Regions from separate parts of the Hordeum vulgare genome. Here regions 1 and 3 are each linked to region 2. Evidence: chromatin contacts called from public Hi-C data. All regions are on one chromosome and are shown on one strand. The core of a region is the stretch at or near the end of the contact, and the rest is flanking DNA. Distances in the headings are between cores, read along the strand shown.

Region 1 (4,040 bases), core at 1,233-3,732, 400 kb after region 2:
TGTTGACATTCTTAGAGCTTGATTACTCTCAATCCCTCCAATGACTCTTGCTTGCTCTTGAGGGAAAAGAGAGAGGAGATCTAGATCCACATCTCCACCAATCACTTTCTCCTCTATGTGAGGGGAACCCCTTGGATCTTGATCCTGGAGTTCTTTGTGAGCTCCTTGTTCTTCCTCTCATATTTCTCCATAGCTTTTGTTGTTGTGGAGGGATTTGAGTGTGAGGGACTTGACCACTTCGTGTGTTCTTGCCATTGCATTAGTTGCATCGGTTTGAGTTCTCCACGGTGATACGTGGAAGTGAGAAGTTGAGAAGCTTACTACCTTCGGTACTTAGTACCCTTGATATTGTTCTTCGTGGATGCTTTGGCGTCCTAGAAGCTTGGTGGTGTCCCGGAGCTCAATCATTGTGGTGTGAAGCTCCGGAAAGCGTCGGGGTCTCCAATAAGGTTGTGGAGATTGCCCCGAGCAATTTGTACGGGTACCGGTAACCGCCCCCAAGGGTTGCCACGTGTACGGGTTCGGTGACCGCCCCCAAGGGTTGCCACGTGTACGGGTTCGGTGACCGCCCCCAAGGGTTGCCATTTGTACGGGTTCGGTGACCGCCCCCAAGGGTTGCCATTTGTACGGGTTCGGTGACCGCCCTCAAGGGTCCCTTAGTGGAATCACGGCATCTTGCATTGTGTGAGGGCGTGAGGAGATTACGGTGGCCTTAGTGGCATCTTGGGGAGCATTGTGCCTCCACACCGCTCTAACGGAGATTAGCATCCGCAGGGGTGTGAACTTCGGGATACATCATCGTCTCCCCGTGCCTCGGTTATCTCTTACCCGAACCCTTTACTTATGCACTTTACTTTGTGATAGACATATTGTTTATTGTAATATATCTTGCTATCACTTAGTTGTTTATCCTGCTTAGCATAAGTTGTTGGTGCACATAGGTGAGCCTAGTTGTTTGTAGGTTTTGTGCTTGACATATTAAACGTTAGTTTTATTCCGCATTTGTTCAAGCCTAAACCTTAACTTTTTTAAAGCGCCTATTCACCCCCCCTCTAGGCGACATCCACGTCCTTTTCAACAGTCGTACTGTAGATGGATGATCCTGCTGTTTCTTTGTGTATACTTCAGTTTGTTATCGTCATCATTGTGAACATGATTGATCAACTTCATATGCTTGTTTTGACTCATGAACTTTACCCCGCTTAAATTTTAGCGCATGACAGCAATACCGGTTGCTCGGCTAAGTTTTAGTATTTCATCAGTTCAGTGGTTCCTGCTAGTTCGTGTCAAGTTACTTGGTAGTTTCTTTTCCTAGGGGCTGTGTCTGATTAAGTAGTTTTCCAGCGATTAAGTAGTTCTTGTTCAGTTATGATGTAGTACTAAACCGAGTTTGCATATGATCTTGTGATGGTTTAATCTGCAGGATCTTTATGTACTTTAGTTTGTTCTAGTCATCCTTACCATCTGCATATCTTGTGTTTTGCACCATGGATTGTGCAATATCTTTGATATCCCCCTTCCGGTTTTGACACGTGATGTGATTTTTTGAGAGAACTAGTCAGCATTTCTAGGATTGATAGCTATCTTGAATCATGACAAGCTCTTGTTACTTATGCAGATGTTGCTCGTGTTACTTATCCAGATGCTCTTTTCTAGCCTGGTCAGATATGTCTTGTTTTCAAGGATTACTCTTCAGCCCCGAAGCTGCTTCACTGCTTGAACTATTACCGAGGATTAATCTTTCTGAAATATTTTATGTCTAAATGCATAATGATTGAACAATTGCGAGTCCTAACTTTGGTTATGTAGCAATGGACGAGACGAGACAAGTATGCCTCATTAAATTTGTAATTTAAATTGTTGATTTTGAGCACTATGAGTTATCGGAACTATGTTCGAATGGATGGATGCAAAAATATTATCTTTTGTTTATGTTGTGGTACTGTTATATAAATAGAAAAATTATCTAATTTTATACGTGTGCAATATACGTGGGAGTGCAGTCTGTGCTGTTTTCAAGTCTGTATGTGCATATTTGAAAATTTATATTGTTAAAAGTGCACTTTGTGTTGTTGAAATTCCGTTGTTGTTGAAAGTTTGTGCTTTTGAAAGTTTAGGCTATGGCAGCCAGGTTACAAGGGTGGGAGAAAAACAACAATCCAAACGGAGGCTCGGAAGCGGAATGGAAATACAATCCTAACATGTATTTTGATTGTAGGCTAATATAATACAAGTACAAGGGTAAAATATTACAAGGGTACAGAAAAAACAACGTTCCAAACCCAGCCTTATGGTTTTACTACCGGATTTGCTGATCTGACTCGGGTTGGGGATCCAGACTTTGTTTTCGGATTGATTGCCAGCAAGATTGCTGAGCAGGTTCAGTAATGGAATGTCAGGTTCCGGTTAAAAAAAAAAAAACGTGTCAATGCGCACGGCAGCCCGCGAAGGAGTACGTATTTCTATCGGACCCCGTCCCAAATCCCCCAATCCCCACCCCAACCAAAATCGAAGCTTCCACCAAACGGCCGGCGTCCCCCCTCCCTCGTGAGGTAGCCCGGATCGAATTGCGGTCGTCTCGATCATCCGCTCGATTCGAGTCCGCCGAACGATTCGGGGGCGGGATCCGGAGGGGGAGATCTGTGCGCGCGGGCGGAGGCGATCGAGGGGAGCAGCCATGAGCGAGGTGTTCGAGGGCTACGAGCGCCAGTACTGCGAGGAATCCGCCTCCCTCTCCCGCAAGTGCACCGCGGCCTCCGCTCTCGATGGAGGTACGTGCCCACCCCCACCCCCCATGCCTAATTGCGCCGGGGGAGAAAATTTATCCCCCTTGTCGCTGCTCTTGGTTTCGTCGTAATAAACACGGTGAGATCTAATGCAGAGAAGAAGAAGCAGAGGCTCTCCGAGATCCAGTCCGGCGTGCAGGAAGCTGAATCGCTGGTAAATAAATACCTAGGCCTATTTTGCTTATATTATGGGTATCCTTTGGCTATATGTCTAATCCGATTCTGCTGCCTTACTTTCTGCCGCTGGGAAACTAGGATGTGATTTTGGGAGGTGTAGTAGTTGAATGTGTGGTTTGGGGGAAGTTCTGTAGATTGTCTGGGCTATGATACCGTATATGTCCTTCTTCCATTTATTTCTTTCATTCATATATTTACAGATTCGGAGGATGGACCTGGAGGCGAGGAATATGCCGCCGAGCGTGAAGGCGGGTTTGCTAGCTAAGCTGCGGGAGTACAAATCCGACCTTAACAACCTCAAGAGCGAGCTCAAGAGGATCTCGGCGCCCAATGCCAGGCAAACTACGAGGGAGGAGCTCCTTGAGTCTGGCATGGCTGACACACTCGCGGTAAGCTCTCTATTCCTTTTAATTAAAACGCTACATATATGCTGCGGATAACTGATAACTCTATTTATATACCTTCTAACTAATTAATGTGGTACTATTACGTTATCGGGTTTGTTGCTGAACTGATGATCAAAACTTCGAGTCATTTATTGATTATTCAGTTGTGGCAGTATCCCTATGGTGGTCACTAACAATATGGCGCTCATGATTAGACCAGTAGTCCCATATTTTGAACTTCTTTTGGGCTACTTATTTGTATAGTACTCCATCAATTCAATCTGTGTTGAACATGTTACTAAGCAGTACTTATAGTGCTGCACACTACTCGGTTCTGTTTAAATTGCGTGCAGTAACAAGGTTAACAATTTTGTGGTGTAGTATCTGACAGCATGCAAAATATGAACTTAAGTACTGTATACCTCACTTCAATTGTCTTATCAGTTGGGTCATTTCTATTTACCATCTTTCTGGTCCCCATATCGACATATTTGGATGTCGATATAGTCTGTTGAGTTGCGTTTTCTTTTATGCGTTGCAAAGAAGATGCTGTTTTTGAAAATGACGGCGATTGCAATGACAATTCGCCCAAAATGATGAAGATGATGATATTTCTCCCAAGATCACCACTACACTGGCATTATTTTTGCTCATTAACCTATAGTTGATCACTTCTGCTGTGCCGTAATGG
Region 2 (4,438 bases), core at 1,387-3,886:
AAGGACCGTAGCTCCAAAAGGGGAAGGAGCAACTGAATTTGCTGTCGTTCAACTAGTTAAACTATTTAGATTGGCTTGGTGAAACGATTTGATACTGGTCGAACTATTTATGTTGGCTTTGTGAAACGATTTGATATTTGTCGAACTATTTTGTATTTGATATTTGACGGGTGAGTATTTGATAAGTTTACTTGTTGAACTATTATTCATATCAAAGTGTGAAGCATGTTAGAATGTGTGAGATCTTCGTATTTTTTGGTTTTAAGGTTATAATGTTGCTATGGCAAAATTTATGAAAAGAGACATACAAATTGTGTGCAAGAGTTACACTCTAAGCACACCCTATCGCCAGGACCCTCGCGGTAGGGTGTGTAACCCTACCGCAAAAACCTGGTTCTAGTACGCATAACCATCCTCCAGGATCCGTGGCAGTAGGCTATTACATCCTACCGCCACAAACCCTGGCGGTAAGTTAAATTTATAAAAATAACATACAAGTTCTCTGCAAAAATTGCACTGTGAGCACGCCCTACTGCTAGGGACTTTGGCGATAGGGTGTGTAACCCTATCGCAAAAATTCGACGATTCCTGGTTCGAGTACGTGAAACCATCCTACCGCCACGGTACATCAGTATTCTTGGTTTCAGTATTGCATCCTACCGCCACAGGCCCTGATGGTAAGTTATGTGTCACGATATTTTCAGGCCGTTACATAGACGGCTAATGCCGTTAACGTACCGTCGAAGACCTTGATGATAGGCTATGTAATCCTACCAACGAGCCTTGCGGCGGTAATAAAAGGATCAAATATAAAAAAAAAACCAAAACAGGATCGGATCCGCAAAAGTTGACGAAAATGATCAAAACACGAATTTTAGCCTCTAGTGACAGTAATCAAGTAACACTATTTCACCACGAGAGACAAAGCCTCTGAATCGATGCCATGCCAAATTGACTTGCTACGTCTACCGCTGCCTGAAGGGCCAAGTCAAGATCATTGCAATATATCCAGTTGGTCGAGCTACGAACACCAATAATTTTAGCCTCCTCGAGGCCGCTGGCAAGAAACAAAGTTTGTTATACCAGGCGCGGCTCTCTTCGACCCACAGACTCGGACGCCATTGACAAACACTTGACCCCCGGCGTCCCGTGGGTCACTACAAAGGTTGAAACAGACGCCTTGACGGCAGAGTCTCTGTACTGCTAGTACTGCCAATTGTGCTCCATCAACGTTTTAAATCAGCAGTGGCCGAGGATGGTCCACGGTAAATGATTACTAAATCATCCCGTCCATCACCACTGGGAATTCAAAAGGCCACGTTGCTCACAGTACAAGCAGCGCTGCCCGATGAGACAAAAGCAGATCATGACACTAGATCATCTTTTGTTTCTTTATCGAAAAGAGCCTGCCTTTTGTTCGGAAGAAACAAAACCGGTGAAATGGAGAGGACGAGGACTGGAGCGGAAATATCTGAGGAATCCGTCGGGAAAAGGACGGCGCAGCAAACAAACGGCGGTACCACCGCTAACTGTTCCTGAATCGAGCCGCGCCATGGCCGATCGCGCGAAATCTGTTGCGCGGGGTCGATCGCTGGTTAATGGTTTTGGAGTCGGGCGGTTGGCAGCTAGCTAGGAAATCGAGGTGTGCTCACTGCCCCGTGGTGACATGACACACGCACAGTGCAGTTTGTTCATGGTGGTCAAGCAGACGGCAGGAGGGAGGGAGAGGGACGGTAGTAATTAACCTGCAGGTCGTCGCGGTGCTCGTGGAGGATCCTGGCGGCGCCGAGCAGCATCGCCGTGTGCGCGTCGTGGCCGCAGGCGTGCATCTTCCCGGCCACCTTGCTCCGGTGCTCCCACTCCACTTCCTCCTGAAACGGATCAAACATAGCCAGGGGTTTCACTCGATCGGTGCCAGAATGCACAACTCTTTTTGTTGCTTTGATGATGCGCTGTGAGTGTAAACTGAAGCGCCACATGTTTCGGAATCCAATCCAGTGATGCAACTCCGGAAGCACGTCGGTTTGGGTTGAGGAACAGGAAGGCGTGGCAAGAGCATGGGGCGAGGAATCCAGTGGCATCGGCGGGGCAGGGACATCGCGGCACGTACGCACCTGGAGCGGGAGCGCGTCCATGTCGGCGCGCAGCGCGACGAAGGGCGGGCGCCCGGTGCCCACGGCCGCCACGACGCCGGTGCCGGCGACCGGGTGCTCGTACCGCACGCCCATGGCGTCCAGCTCCCTCCTCACCAGCCTGCTCGTCTCCTGCTCCTCGAACGCCAGCTCGGGACGCTCGTGGATGGCCCTCCTCACGCCGGTCATCCACGCCGCGAACTCGGGCCGCTTCGCCCGGTCGAGCACGTCGGCGCCGCCCGCCTCCGAGCACGCGGCATGGCACCACAGCGCGACGGCTGCGGCCAGCAGCACGGCGCGCGCGAGGAGGCCCATCGTACGGCGGCGCGGCGTGGCGATCGGTGGAGGACGAACGAAGCTGAGAAGACCGGCGGCTTGCGGTGTGGGTGGGTGTGGGAGGCCGCGCGTGCGCGAGCCGAGCCCGCGTGTGGTGCGCATATAGTACGGGTGCACGACCGCGACGTCTACCGCTTTGTATGGCCCTGTTTCTTCCTTTGTTTCTTGCTTCGCCGGGAGCTGCCGTGAGACGGACGGTAGTTGTGTGCGTGCCTATTCGCGCACGGGGCAAACGTGACTGAGGGCGACGTGCCGGCGGCGAAAGCAACACGTGTGTGAGGGAAGGGAAGCCATGGACGGAGCGTCGACGGCGACTATGGGCGTCGCCGGAGGCTCGGGAGCTTGACGAGATCGTGCGTACGTACGCGACGGAGTCATGCCACTGTGTGCCAAACGGGGAGCTCGGCCACGGCCAGTCGTCGGTGGTGGCGGGACTCGGGCAGTCGGGCCAACCAAATTGGATGTCTGTCTTGTGACTGGCTAACCACCATAGCCCAGCTCAATTCGATAGAAACAGCGTACTCCCTCCATTTCTAAATGTAAATCTTTTAAAAGATTTCATTAAGGATTTACATACGAAACAAAATGAACGAATCTACACTTTAAAATATGTCTATATTCAGATATATTTTTTAAAAGTACTACCTATTTTGTACCAAAATAGAAAAGCATATCTCAAAATTGAAAATAACCAAAAATAGCACCCCGTCGGCCTCTGGTGGGCCGAAGTGGGGCCTGTCGGCCGGCGGGAGGCCGAAGAGGGCCGGTCGGCCCATGAGTGACCGAAGAGCCTGCTGTCGGCCCACGGCTGGCCGAAGAGGACCTGTTGACCTTCACCAGGCCGAAGAGCACCTAGATAAGGCCCCCTCCTTCCTTTCTCCTCTGACCACTCTTTTCGTCCTCCCTGTCTTCCAGGCTCCCCAGCTCCACCTCCCACTCCCGTTGCTCTCTCGTACTTTCACCCCCGCGCCGATCTCTTCGCTCGTCCAACCATTTTCGTATCCAACTTGCGTAAACAATATATCAGGGCTCTCTCCATAGGCCTGCGATATTTTTTGCTTCCAACTCAATCAAATGTCAACTTTCAACTCGGTTGTCGATTCAGTTCTTATTGGTCACCGTTAGTTTGCACGTAAATGGCTTGCCCATTTTGTCGAGCTCGAGATGACCCTTGTTCTTCCTTTGATTCGAGTGCGTCTGTATTTACTGTTGTGCTGGATAGTCGATGTTCAAGGCGTGTTGTAAGGTTCTATATCTTATTTATCTGACTGTGGCATATGGTTGATGTTGTTTTGGTTGGAATGTATTCGAATGCCTTTGTTTATATGATTATGATGTTTGTTTTCATTCTTGTTGTAGTATGTTCCGTGCAGTATTAGATCACATCCTGCTCGGTACATTGAGGAGTGCAAAGCTTTAGCTATTCGAAGAGGTGACACAGATATTGATCTTGCTCTTCACAACAGTGAGGGTAACTTATACCATGTCCTGTTTAGACATGGTCGGATGAGCAGTAAATTCCATGGTTCTTCATGGGAGGAACTTGTGAATGATTATGGTCTCCGTCATCGTGACATGATAACTGTTAGGCTTGAGCACTATGGAACTATGATTGGTGTCAATTTTCATCGGGATGGTATTATGTTGTTCCCTTTACCCAGTGTTGGTAAGTTATTTGTTGGACTCATTTTCAATTTTGTTTCAGCATATACGTTTGATGTTCTGCTCAGTTTGTGAAATTATTTTTTGTAGCTCTTGAGGATCTGGGTAAAACTCATAGGGAACTTGTTGACAGTTGTTTTTATAGTCGTGGTGTCACTCTGAATTATCATCAAATGCATGTCATGTCGCGACAACTCTTTGATGACAACTACATATTGTGTACTCCTTTTGTTCATAGGATGGATTCCATGAATGTTATTTCTCAACATATGGTGAGCTTTGGTTTCGGGTATTTTTTATTTATTTGT
Region 3 (4,515 bases), core at 1,735-4,234, 260 kb before region 2:
AGACCGAAAACCTGCACATGCAAAAGGAGTAAGAAGCTTAACTTAAAGCATGAACCAGCTTCGTTGTGTCATAGTGTTTACCTTATAAATCAAACTGTCAGCACTGGACTGTTCTCCTTGGTTGTTTTCATACTTTATTAGAATGACAGACACCTTTCCACCTATCCTTGTATAATACTGAATTGCAACAAGATATAGTGCAGTCAACACATACCTAAAAATTGAAAAAATAAAGCAGATCAAATTGGCATAGTCAATAGAGTAACCGCTACTCATGAGAAAAACTAGCTAGCAAGTCATTAGCACAATTTGATGATAAATGAACTACATAGATCACGGTGTCATTCTTACCTCAGTGCCTCAGTTTCAGTTTTTTCATACAAATGAGCATAGGCCAACTCAAATGGCAGCTGAAGACAAATAATACCCAGAACAATAATCGCATTGTTCCTAATTCTTAGAAGGACACCGGACCACTCATTTCTTTGCAATCTCCTTTTCTCAGCAGGCTCATCATCAAATTTCTTTTCCTCCACACGCTCAACAGAAAGATAATGCCTTATTGGTTCCAGTTCGTTGGCCGAAGCTTTGTATTCAGCAAATGAATAATTAATGCCCCATCTGCTTTCAGGCGACATATGGAAGAAAGAAAGGTTGTGGTCAGGAACTTGATCAACACGAGCTTGACTAACAACTGCATATCCTGGAATTGGATGGTACCTAGCAAGAAGTGCTGAATTCTTCCTTTTCCAAAATTGCAAAAAGAAGACAGCCCAAGAAATTACGAAGATAAAGAAAGCAGGAAGAACCAGCCACTGCAATGACCTGAGTTCAAAGAGCAGAGGGGAATACTTATTACTTAGCTGACTGTATTAGTTATATTTGTACCAAGTTTTGAAAAGGAATCACGGTAAAATGCATACCCAAAATCTATAAGCTGAGTGGCCAGTCCAGATACGGCTGGAAAGAATAGCCAACGCGTATACATTCCTAGGAAAGCAAAATATGTTGCAATCTGCAGTTCAAAAGTGGGGGGTTTACGGTCTCAAAAGTAATTCATTTATTGACTTGCGTTAGATAAATGGTCCAGAAACAAGATACAGTAGCAGCAACGTCCTGTCATGCTGTTCTACCTTGGTTCCAAAATAGGAGTAAACTTCATCAATAGGTTGCCATGTGAAGTCACGCCAGTTAAGTGCCCAATTTCTCAGGAGCTGTTTCCTTTTAACTTCCTCTACAGGCAAAGTAGTGTTAGCTAATGCTACGAATTTTACAAATATTTGTATTATCTTAGGTTAATTTATGTACCATGCAAAGGGAAGACTAGCTTTACAACTCCTTCATCTTCGAGCCTGCGCAATAGTGACTCGTTTTGTTTCCAGTAGAACTCTTTATCATCAAATTTGAGAGATATTTCAGAGTTGGTCTTGTTCACCTGCATGGTTCAATAACAACACCCTATCACACAAGGAAATCTGAGATTCCATATCACAAAAACCAAAATGCTATTCAGATTGGGAGTATGCTTTAGTATCCACACATCATATCAAACAAATGAAAATTTAAGTGGACAATCCTACTTTCTATAGCTCATATCTCAAATGTGCATATATTGTTGTCCAGCTGAGGTCTTCGGATGAACTATGCATTGGTTGCCATATCATTCAGAAGAGACAAATATCAAATGCAGAAACCAGACAATAGAAACAGATTATTTTGCTTTAAATCTGGGCACACAATGCTATGAACAAGGAAATTTCATTATTAAGAAAAAAAAGTTTCGTTTGTAGTTCAACAAAGCACTGCTATCCAAAGAATCAGGTCACAGAAACAAAAGTATACTAGAATGCATCCATATGTAAGATGTATATATATAATTAAAAATGAATGTGGTTCCTCGTACTTAAAGTGCACTCCCTCCATTTCCTTTTTACTCCGCATATTAGGTTTGTCTTAAAGTCTTTGGAAGTTTCACCAAGTGTGTAGAAGAAAAAAAACATCAACATTCACAATACCAAATCAAATATCATCATATCGATCATGGAGTATATTTTCATATTGTATTCATAATTATGGATGTTGATAATTTTTAATATATATTTGGTCAATTTTTAGGCTTAAGAGAAACCTAATATGCGGAGTGAAAAGAAACGGAGGGCGTGCAACTAAAATCTGACATAACGAGGAACGACATCAGCTATACAAGAGGTTGTACTCACAATGCCGTATATCAAGTAGCGGAAACAGGTAAACCGCTCTCGCCAGCTAAAGAGGGAACCATCAGGCTGCCTGACGAATGCTGCCACCTGTTCCCATTCGAACTGAAGCTCCATTCCTGAAGGAAGATTAACAATCAGCACATGAGCACATTGCCGACCCAACTGATGCCCGCATCTCAAATAGTTAGCGCATTAGTTGAGTTACCGATGTAGGTAAGCTTCTTCATCTGCATCTCAGCAGCGGCTCTGCCCAGAATCCCCATGGGCGCAGACAGCTAAATTGGAAAAGCAAACCACGGCCACTATAAATCAATTTGAGGAGTTGGTAACGGGAGCACTTTAATCTCTGGGTTTTCTCTCGGAAATCGCCTCATTAGTTGGAATTAGGGCACCATGGCAAACCGAATTCAAAAAGGGAAAAAGGCAGCCCCGCACTGACCTTGATGAACTCGGCGAGGACGCCGCGGACGCGCTCGACGAGCAGGCCGGCGCCCTCGAGGTCGCGCACGAGGCGCGCCACGCAGTCGTCTCCCGCCTCGGCGGCCGCGGCGCGCGAGAGCTTGGGCACGACGATGCCGACCTCGAAGTCCGTGGCCTCCTCCCCTCCCCCTCCATCCCCTCTCCCTCCCCGTGCCCCCATGTCCGCCTATCAGGCGCGGTGGTGGCGGCGAACGGCGACGGGCGCGAGGAAACGGATCCGCATACGGGAAGGGAGAAGAGGGGAGAACGATGGCAGCGCAGAGGAGGAATAAACAACGAAATCGAGAGGGGAAAAAATGGCGTTGGGAACGGCGGAGAGAGAGAGAGAGGCGGGGGGCAACGGATTAGGAGGGGCACCGGTTTCCTGCACTTAATTCGATTTTCGACTTGATTAACAAGCGTTGGAAAAATGAGAGAATAAATAGTATAGCTTGATTAGCAAGTTATTTAGTAGAATTAAGCAAGGCGCGCCGGTGCCTGTGGGCGTTAATTAAGTGGCAATTTCGGGGGTGGGATTTGAACGGACGGGGGAGAGAGAGAGGGTGGGAGGGAGATTGGGAGGCGTGCGTGCCACTGACTGGCAACAGCGCGGAGGAAGTGATTTTCGAAAGCTGTGGGTGTGTGGGGCCGTTGAGTACGGGCCTGTTGGTGGAAAGCGAATGACAGGTGGGCCTTGTTGCCAACGGGCCACGTGACCTGTGAAGTACGGGCGCGTGCAGGAGAGACCCCCTTTTTTTTTTTCCTTTCCCTGCGCGGGTGGGAGGCGACCGATGAGATGACCAGGCGGAGGTTTCGACGGAACGGCAACTAGTTTAGGAAGAGACAGTGCGGCTGAAAGAGGAGCCAGCTGGTTCTTTCGGCCTGTCCGTCCCTGCGAGTGCGAGGAGTGGCGTGTCGACGTGTCGGGAGCAACTTTCGGTTTTGTTTTGGTCGTCATGGTAGATGGTATTGCTATCAGCTATGCTTTGCTTTCGGACGGACGAACGGATAGCTGTCTGTGTTGTCCGAACCCCACGTGAGGATAATTTTAACACACGATTTTAAACGGATGTCCATTTTATTTGGATTTCGTCCGTTTAGGATGGAAATAGGGTCATGCCGCCCGGATCTATGTTTGCACCGGTCGAACTTCCAAGGCGCGGTCGCATCTTCGTCCACATCTCGTCCGCATAATATTTTTATTATTATTTTCATCAAAGTTTTTTTTGAACATTGGAATACATTCACCAAATCTTGTCTAGAATAGCAAGAAAGAAAAACAAGAACTATAAAAATATATTTTAAAATATATTCAACTTTCATAACTTCACCTGTAAGTTGGGTTAATGCTTTCTCGATGCATTTGTTATTGATTTGCGGAGTCTTGATTTCGCAAACTTCTTTCTTCTTCGAGTCTAAAGAATTAAACGTTGCTTCTTCACGTCTAGTCTTATCTCTATCATGTAGACTAGTAAGAAGTGCACGAACATCTACTAAATTGCGCACTATCGGCAGATCGATGTATTCTTCCTCCTAAAAACAAAAGTTACACCCATCCTACACAATAAAAAAATGTAAGCAAAACAAGCCGAATCCAAAGCTCAACTGAAGCTAAACTAGCACATACCCCCATCATTTTTGCACTTGACGAACACACATCCGGGATGTTCAGCGTGTTAGACACGCGAAGCGGGACCTTCACTAGACAGTTGTCGCACTTTATGAGCGGCACCGGTGCGCCGACGAGCATTTGGGCCAGGACCGAGCCCGGACGACGGTCGTTGGTGTATTTACCGGCAAATCGGTAACGGGGTAGATCCGAGCGGCTAGAGGCGGA

Evidence for each region. A called contact is a pair of places that touch in the nucleus more often than the background predicts.
Region 1: a Hi-C map of seedling shows a contact between it and region 2, with 7 times the contacts expected there. The contact joins the promoter of LOC123444230 here to the promoter of LOC123444229 in region 2. A contact is called at or near these places in 3 of 6 Hi-C or Micro-C datasets (leaf and seedling).
Region 3: a Hi-C map of leaf shows a contact between it and region 2, with 3 times the contacts expected there. The contact joins the promoter of LOC123444227 here to the promoter of LOC123444229 in region 2. A contact is called at or near these places in 4 of 6 Hi-C or Micro-C datasets (leaf and seedling) and 1 of 1 datasets of contacts at active chromatin or transcription factors (embryo).

Annotation. Positions count from the first base shown.
Region 1 is chr3H:456,464,530-456,468,569 of MorexV3_pseudomolecules_assembly, forward strand. It overlaps LOC123444230 (vesicle transport v-SNARE 13-like), which reads left to right and starts at 2,483. Exons shown (of 5, transcript XM_045120890.1): 1 at 2,483-2,771; 2 at 2,882-2,940; 3 at 3,164-3,352. The coding sequence starts at 2,678.
Region 2 is chr3H:456,064,633-456,069,070 of MorexV3_pseudomolecules_assembly, forward strand. It overlaps LOC123444229 (IAA-amino acid hydrolase ILR1-like 2), which reads right to left and starts at 2,637. Exons shown (of 4, transcript XM_045120889.1): 1 at 2,115-2,637; 2 at 1,746-1,871. The coding sequence starts at 2,570.
Region 3 is chr3H:455,799,823-455,804,337 of MorexV3_pseudomolecules_assembly, forward strand. It overlaps LOC123444227 (anoctamin-like protein Os01g0706700), which reads right to left and starts at 2,985. Exons shown (of 16, transcript XM_045120887.1): 1 at 2,659-2,985; 2 at 2,425-2,494; 3 at 2,220-2,335; 4 at 1,309-1,435; 5 at 1,134-1,234; 6 at 924-1,015; 7 at 721-825; 8 at 352-621; 9 at 82-214; 10 at 1-11. The coding sequence starts at 2,859.